2 separate regions of the Gossypium hirsutum genome follow, and region 1 is linked to region 2. A link is a contact called in public Hi-C data. All regions are on one chromosome and are shown on one strand. The core of a region is the stretch at or near the end of the contact, and the rest is flanking DNA. Distances in the headings are between cores, read along the strand shown.

Region 1 (4,794 bases), core at 1,400-3,899, 310 kb before region 2:
GAATCCAGTGAAGATTGGCAGAAGGGACACACTCTTAGAGGTATGAAGCCAAGATCCGTCGGAATTTGCTTATAACACATTTAAACTGTCTGATTGAAAACTCCTTACATATAACAATTTGTCCTCGAAAGATAAAGAGTTTTCTGTCTTTTTGATTGGTCAGTTTATGCTTTTGTCTTGTATATCAAATACTGGCGGAGGAATGGTTATGGCTGTGTACAACTGCAACTGAATTCAGATATTTGCTCATTCTTAAAATAGAGGGATCCAACTCTTAAATCAGGATTGTCAATTTATACCTGATCAGCTTTAGAGAGTTGTGTTGCATGGATTCTCATTGCTGACGGTCTTTAAGACTACTAAACCTCTATTTTCTCTCTGGTAAAGATCAGGATACATCAAAAACTGAACTTCCAACTGAAACAAGCCAAACAACATAAGCAGTATTAGGACGGGGATTATTAAATCGACTTCTGTAGTATAAAGTTTCAAAAAAATTTATCTTTCTTTATCTGTAGATAGAGTGAATCATGTTCATAAAACATATAAAATTTGACGTTGATGAACTGCAGTCTCTTCCATTGTTAATGCAGGTTGAAAGGCTTGATTTCAATAGTGTTACGGCCTTTGTATTTAACTTCAAACAGAATTTTGTACAATTGCTCCAATTAATATTTTTTCTTTGTTTCCATTGGCTGGGTTAGAAATTCATAACAATACTTTTGAAAGACTTGTATAATTTCATCTGCTCAATAATTGGAAAAACTCAATTTGATTTCTTCCTTTAATTGTCTCTTTTTTAAGTACTAATTATCAGCAACAGGCAGGGCGATTTAATGTGGTCAAACAACCACATCAAGCACTCTCATCTCTTTGTTTGCAGCAAAGATGAACTCAACAGCTTCAAACCATGGCAAAATAAGTACAGCGTATATAACCAAAACAGGATATGCTTTCTTCAATAACATCTCAACTTAAATAACAGAACATTCATATTATGTTCGGAACACAAAATAGGTAACTTATAAAGTACTGAATAAAAAACAAAAGTGTCCACTGCCATGGTTTATGCAAAGTCCTACCAATTCCTCAACGATTGGCCTTGGCAACTCTCTCGATTTCGTCCTTCTTCTTGATGGCATAGCTGCACAAACAACGCGAGTATGATGAAGCAAGCAGTAGTAAATAAATGGGATTGCAAGGACAGTTCCTAGTTTCAAAGCAAAATAAGGTTCAAGCACGGGAGTTCAAAGGCTGTTATTTACCTGTTAGATGATCCCTTTGCTGCGTTAATAAGCTCATCAGCCAAACATTCAGCGATAGTTTTAATGTTTCTGAATGCAGACTCACGAGCACCAGTGGTAAGGAGATAGATGGCCTGATTCACTCAACGAAGAGGAGAAATATCAACAGCCTGGCGCCTCACAACACCAGCAGAACCAATACGAGTAGCATCTTCACGAGGTCCACTGTTATATCAATAAAAAATCAACAAGGATTATCAAAGATTGATCCAACAAAGATAACCCAGAATCGGAAGATGTTTTAATTAACATCATCTGCTACTTTAAAGATTAAAGTCAGCTAGTGATACATTTGAAAAAGGAAATTCTTAAAGGTTATATAGGCCACCTGTTGATAATGGCATCAACAATGACTTGAATTGGGTTCTGATCAGTCAGGAGATAAATAATTTCCATAGCATGCTTCACAATCCTGACTGCCATAAGTTTCTTTCCATTGTTTCGGCCATGCATCATCAATGAGTTTGTAAGCCTCTCAACAATGGGGCACTGAGCCTTTCTAAAACGCTTAACTGAGTACCTCCCAGCAGTGTGTGGCACATAGGTTGCATGTTTGGAAGGTTGAACACCAATGTAGTCACTCAAAGAGATATCAGAAACCTAAAATAGATAAATCATTCACATCAAGGACCAGGGCTAACGATTGGAGTTATCAAAGGGAACAGCAAGTTGAGGAACCTAATTTTTTCGAATCTTCAGGAGTCTTTAAGCATTCGAAAGACAATCTAATACGATCATCTTATCCAAATAATCTAACCTAAAATTAACCAATTTCTTACAAACATGAAGACAAACATTTAGGATTAACATAATTGTCAAACTGAATATCAGTAACATCTAAGACAACAAGTAAAATCTTCAAATCAGAGAACAACAATATAGATGTTCAGTCACAACAAGATGATCTAACAAATAATATCAAGTTAAAAACAACAAGACCGATTCTCTACGAAAACAGAATCCCTGTATACAATTAATTAGTCCTAGTAGATCCACTCGACTTGAAAAGACCAAAAAAATAGAGAACATGCTAAAACGGAACATTTCATATAAAATCTAGAAAAAACAAAGCCAAGAGAATGAAAAAAGAAATGTATGCATAGAGAGGCAAAAGGGGGAAAAAGAAAAAGAAATACTTGAACTTCCTCGAAGCTCCAGCGATTAAAGAGCTTGACGTCAGGGTGAGACTTGGTTGGATCTTGCAGTGAGGCGGTGGCAGGGGCTACAATGGCTGTCGCCATACCTATGATAGATGCCGCAAAGAGAGAGAACCGAAGTGCGGAATGAGGAAATTAGAAGACAAAGGCCTTTCTCTTATAAATCTTATACATAAAAGGTGACGTTTTGATTAGGGTTTTCGGCTCTTTAAGTATGATCGCACACGTGGGTGTCTTTTTTTTTTTACTTTCTTGGGTAAACTACACCAACAGTCCCTAAATTGTATTTAAAATTATGTTTCAGCCACTCAACTTTTAAAAATTACATAATGGTCACTCCAGTTATTGAGTTATTATATTTTGATCACTATCTTATAGCTTCCGTTAAAAGGATGTGGTATGTTAATTTAATGAGTTAATAGCTAATTTAGCCTCTAATCCAATGTTTTTAGAACCGAACTGGTAGTCGAACCAATTAGGCCACCAATTCAATTAGCTCAATTAAAAAATTATTAAAAATTCATAAAAAGTAAAAATCAGGTTCAGCCGATTTTTAGCTGATTCAACCATTTGTTTCGTTTTTGGTTTAGTTGGTCCGATATTATTCTCTTGATTGGTACCCTAACTAGTTTTTGGTCTAATCCGGTCTAGTTCAAATATCATTGTTCTAAAAATATAGCTAAACCATCATATTAATACTTTTAACATTTTTCTTAACAATAATTCTAAAAAATTTTTAAAAAAATCTTTAAAGTAAAAAAAATAAAAAATAATCAAAATTTATAAAAAAAATATTAATAAAATTTCTAGAAATATTATAAAAATTATAAAAAATTTCCAATAATAAAAATTATTTAAAAAATTATAAAATCATTATTAAACAATCTCTTTAGGGGAATAAGAACTTTTTCTAGCGAATATGATAAAGCTCTTCAAAGAGCTAGTGTTTTCAAATCAAAGAACCCAATCTTTTTTGTTATAATGCATCTTTCATACATTAACCTTGGTTGAAAATGGTAAAAAGCTTTAATGAAACTTGCAATAGCATGATCTTATTGTTGAGTCAAACCGACTTTAAGTTGATAAAGGATGGGGATAAGATTATGAGTTGGCTTGTAAAGTGGCAAAAGTATGATGGTTTTAAGTTGACAATTTATGGGCAAAAACAAGGTGGCATGGAGTTAGGAAATGTGGCATGAACTTAATTGAAGCATTATTTATAAATAAATAATATTAGTGAATAAAAACTATAGCAAATTAGATTTGTTGGAAGGGTTTTAGGTGGCTTATTAAGCCTATAAACATGTAAGTGTAGTGTGTGTAGAGTGTGTATAAGCAAAAAAATAAAAATAAAAGAGTGAGAAATAGAAGTGTGTGTGGTAGAGTAAGTGGGCGAGAATTGAAAATAAAGAACAATACTAGCAACAACTAGTAAATAAAGGAAAGTTTATATATTTGTTTTGTTGTAATGACTTATTTTATTGAGTACTGAAATTATTTTGGTTTTAGCGTCCACTACACTTTTAACGAGTGTTATCCAAGTTAGATTTGTGCTCACTTCATGATGGTGAATATGATTCAATCACAATTTTCAAAATTAACGAAGACAAACTATGGTAATTGGAGTATTCGAATGAAGGTTTTGCTTGGATCTCAAGATTGTTAGATATTGTTGGAAAAAGATATGTCGAGACAGATAATGTTGAAGCAAATTTAACAAATGAAGAGAGAAGAGCATTGAAGGAAGCTCAAAAAAAGGTTAAGGAGTTATGCTTTAATTTTCAATGAGTTGATGGATGAACCTTTGAAAAAAATTCAGATGGGAAGCATCAAAGAAATATGGGTTATTTTGAAAAAATCCATTCAAGGAGTTGAAAAGGCCAAAAAGGTACGTCTCGAATCACTTAGATTTGAATTTAATATGTTAAAAATGAAAAGTTCAGAGAACGTTGATTACTACATTACTTAAGTGAAAGAGTTGGTGAATGAAATGAAATGAAATGGAGAAATTCTTGATGATTTCAGGATAATGGAAAAGAATTTGCAATCGTTGACACGTAAATTTGATTATGTGGTTCTCTCCATAAAAGAATCAAAAGGTTTGTCACAAATATTTATCAATGAACTTGTGGGTTCTCTCCAAATCCATAAGCAAAAAATGAAGCAAAATGAAGATACTAGAAATTTGGAGCAAGTCTTGCAAAGCAAGTTTGTCCTTTAGTGAAGGTAGATCTAGTAACAGTGATTGACAAGGAAAAAGCAATCATGGGGGATACCATGAATGATATATATGTGTCAATAGAAGTGGACCATGCAATCAATCATATGGTATA
Region 2 (4,315 bases), core at 1,768-4,267:
TAAAAGCCCAAGTCCAACTTTTAAACCTGACATTTCATAAATTGTGGCTCATGTTGTAACTCATGGCCCATATGATACAAATGAATTTCATAATATTTCTACCATAAAATATCCTTTTATGATAAACTTATCATTTTGTTCCTTCTTTGTATAATTTCATCACAATAATAGGTAATAATCAAAACCAAATCTAATAATCACTTATAATCTTTTAATATGAATGTGAAAATTACATATTTTTCTATTTATAGTTTATAACTTAGTTCATATATTTTTCGATGTTTCCAATTTAGTCTCAAAAGTTATTTTTCACTATAAACTCATACTTTTTTCAATTTATACTTATTTTAATTCATCAATAATAATTCTCTTTTCTCATTTTGATCATATTTGTATTTTAATCCTTAAATTTTTCAAAATTTATTATTTAATATTTTTTTCATATTTTTCACTTCAAAAAATTCTTTTCATAATTTTCTACCCAATTATCAAATTTGCTTTCATATGATTCCTATATATGACTGATTTTCAAATTTTCTCTCCAATTATTTGTATCTTCTACAAGAATAGTGCTATGTGTCAAATTGACATTTTTGAGAAGTTACAATTCAACACATGATTTTTCAAATAATTATAAAAAAATATAAAAATATTTAAAAATATATATAAAGAATTATAAGAATTTATAAAATTATTAAAATTATTAAAAATTCATAAAAATAAAAATAGTAAAAGCAATGTCTATGATGAACTTGGACAATAATTGTTTGGGCTAGAATGAATTTAGAATAATCATTTGTCCATATTATTAAATAATTATAAAAATTATTTTAAAAATATTAAGAATTATATTTTTAATGCTTTTTTATAATTTTATAATTATTTAAAAAACCACATTCAAAATAAACATGTATGTTTTTTTTAAATAATAATTAAAAATTTATTTAACTTTTAGAAATTTTTATTTTTTAAATATTTGCTAACATAACAACAATGCCATATCAATATGAGGTACATGTGGCATATCAGTGTCGTTGTTTGGTTACTTTGTCAGCCACATCATTATTAATAATAAAAATTATTGAAATTTTTAATAAAAAGTCCAATTCATTTAATCTATAATAACTAATTTGTTAATTTTACCTAATAATTAATTAAAAGTTTATTGATAAAACTTATGATTCGGTAAATTGTTGTATTTTTATCAATCAATCAATGAATTATCATTCAGATGAAATTTGGTTCAAATCAGCAAAATAAATGGACAAGAGAAAATAAATTTTATTTGCCGGTCATGTTATTATTATTGGGATTTTTTATTTATATATATTTTTATATTTTTTTGAAACTTTTTATTTTGTAATTATTGAATGAGATAAGTAATTATATATGAACTTTGATTTAATGTGTAGTTATATACATGAATTTTAATTTGCGGATCATGTTATTATACACGTGAAACTCTAATTGCTGTTCAAATGTATACTTGAAACTTTAATTTTGATTTAATTATACATATTTAAAGAAATAAATACATCAATTTATTTTTATATTAGATAAATATAATTATTTATGCATGCAATATATAAACATAAAATGATGTTATATCAATAATTGTGTTAATAATTTACAAGAATTGGATCAAATCAAAATTTTATGTATAATTGCACAAAATCAAAGTTCATGTATACAATTGTATATTAAACCATAGTTTATGTATAGTTTTGGGATTTATCCCTTATTGAATAGATGGTTTAACTAGTTAAATTGGTTGAATTGAAAATTGATAATGCAGTTGATTTAATCACCAATCGAATTCTTTTAAAATTAGTTGAATTAAATTAAATTACTTTTGTTGATTGAGTCTTAGCTCAGCTGGCATCGTCATTATTGTCGGTACAAGAGAATGTGAGTTCAAGCACATTGAAGCACACTTATCTTCCTATTTAAGAGTTGGGATTAAAGATGGCAAAAAAAATTGAATTTGACAGGTTTCGGCCCAACCCGATCCATGAGGGTCGGATTTTTTTTTTGAAAAATAGGAGGATTCAAATGGGTGAAACTATAAAAATAGTCGTGTTGAGATTGGATTTGAGGTAAATCCGCTTTGCCTTGCCCTGAGATATTTACAAAAAATTGCCCCTAATATATACATATACTAAATATTTGCTTTCAATAAATACATATATAAAAAAATAAATATATTAATATTTAAGTCTAAATTAAAAAATTATTCTTATCTGCTTCTAAATAAAAAATAAAATAATTAAATTAATTTCGGGTTGGATCGAGATGGAGTTAGGAATTTTATTAAATTTTAAGTTCGGGTTTAGGGTGAGTTTTTTCTTAAGACTCGGGATCAGGTCGGGGCAAATTGGTCAAACTTCAGGTTTGGGTTGAGATAGGCAAAAATTCATCCTGCCTCACACCGTTGTCATCCCTTATTGGGGTGGGGTTACGGTAGAAGTGTCCACGGGCTAGGTCGAGACCCGGCTCCAAAAAACTTTTCAAGTCCAGACTCATTTTTGGCCAAGCTTGGTCTACCCAAAAAGGCCATTTCACTATTCAAAAAATAATAAAATATTAAAAATTATATTTTAATTGATATTTTATATACTTTTATAATTAAATTTAAAAATAATTTTCGTTGTTGAAATTGAACTAAGCCAGGTCGACCCAAGGTGTGAAAATTTTTGTTTAAACTTGACCCTAGTTAAGAGGGATTTATCGGACCCTTGGACAAGTCTAGACAATGAGTAATTTTTGAATAAATTTAAATTAATTTGAAAATTGAATACCAAAAGTACACCACACAAAAAACCTAAACCGATTATCTTACCATATAAATTAATTAAATCGATTGGATTTACTTAGCACAATCAATTTTATGGACTTTTTCACCCTCAACTTTCCTTTAGATGAATAGACATGTGTTGCCATAATTTTAATTTTTTTAAGAATAAATATTAAAGTTAAAATTACCTCAATTTTATATGGATATATCGCTGGAAAGATTACAAATGTTTTAATTTTTATCCTTGAAAAAATTTATTTCTCTCTATAAATAATAAACAGATATTATAAATAAAGACTTTCCTTTTTCATGTCCTCTGTAAAACCCTAACTATCATTCGATCTCCTCATTTCCCCCCTTTCTTTCTCTGTATCTCTTCTTCGATTCATTCCTTCAATCATTCTCTATTTCAAAACCCTAAATACCGTTACAAGATCTGTTCTTGGTTCTTGCATGTTTATATTTGGGATTAATCAACAAGTCTTCTAGGGTTTGTTTAATCGGAAAAAAAAAAGAAAAAAAAAAGAGGACGATTGTCAAGGCTGGCGGGTTTTCGGGTCAAGTAAATGGCGGATCCGCCTGGATTCCGCCTCGATAAGATTGCGCATCATTTCGAGGTCATTTCTTGCTCTGCTGCTCTTGTTAGTGTAGGATTGGATTTGATAGGTTTACCAAGTGGTGACCGTTGCGAACTGTGACCGACCAAGGAAGCCCGAGAAGTTAAAGCATGCTGAGCGTGCTACGTGTGCACCTCCCTTCTGATATACCAATTGTTGGCTGCGAGCTCACGCCTTACGTGCTCTTACGCCGACCTGACAAGACCGTTACAACCGATGATGTGCCTGAGTCGGCCCCTCTTGATGGCCACTTCTTGAGGTACAAGTGGTAAGTGTTTTTAAATCCGTCGAAGAATCTTTCTTTTAGGTTTTTTATTGGTTGGTGGCGGGGGTTATGCCAATGGCTAGGCTAATTTCATTTAACTTTTCAAGTGGTATGAACTTTTTTATGGCTAATTAACAATTAAACCCTTTATTATTTATTTATTTATTATTTCTTGGTTTATGTATTTTGGTTAGTTGTCATGTTGGCCAAGTGGATTTTGAGCTAGTTCTTTTGGGTTTGTTATTATTTGATTGCTTTTTACTAAATGTGTGAACTGCTTTTTGTAGGTGGCAAGTGTTTGCATTATAAGACAATTTCTTAGATTTTATGTTTCATTCTTTTTTCTTTTTTTACTTTTTGGTGTTTTGGTCTTTGTGTAGTTCTCATTTTGGTCAATGGGGGTTTGAGTTTGGTTTTGGGGTTTGATATATATGACTGTTTGTAGTAAATACAGTATATGTGAAATTGTCTGAGTGTTTCCGTAAGGGATGCGTGGAATTGAGGTCTATAAGTTGGGTTTTTCGACCTGTGCATTTGGAGATAGAGTGGTTGCTTTTTACTGGATTGCAATTTGTTTTTGTTACTCCGTGTTCTGGATTATCTTGTTCGTTTAGTGATGTGTTTATTTTTTAAATTCTT

The links. A called contact is a pair of places that touch in the nucleus more often than the background predicts.
Region 1: a Hi-C map of leaf shows a contact between it and region 2, with 2.0 times the contacts expected there. The contact joins the promoter of LOC107899201 here to the promoter of LOC107899210 in region 2. A contact is called at or near these places in 2 of 34 Hi-C or Micro-C datasets (both in leaf).

Annotation. Positions count from the first base shown.
Region 1 is chrD04:31,494,248-31,499,041 of Gossypium_hirsutum_v2.1, reverse strand. It overlaps LOC107899201 (40S ribosomal protein S5), which reads right to left and starts at 2,649. Exons shown (of 4, transcript XM_041091260.1): 1 at 2,441-2,649; 2 at 1,633-1,904; 3 at 1,266-1,469; 4 at 935-1,144. The coding sequence starts at 2,545. The coding sequence ends at 1,388. It overlaps LOC107899200 (cold shock protein 1), which reads left to right. Exons shown (of 8, transcript XM_016824839.2): 8 at 1-282.
Region 2 is chrD04:31,183,323-31,187,637 of Gossypium_hirsutum_v2.1, reverse strand. It overlaps LOC107899210 (carbon catabolite repressor protein 4 homolog 1), which reads left to right and starts at 3,017. Exons shown (of 12, transcript XM_016824858.2): 1 at 3,017-3,679. The coding sequence starts at 3,522.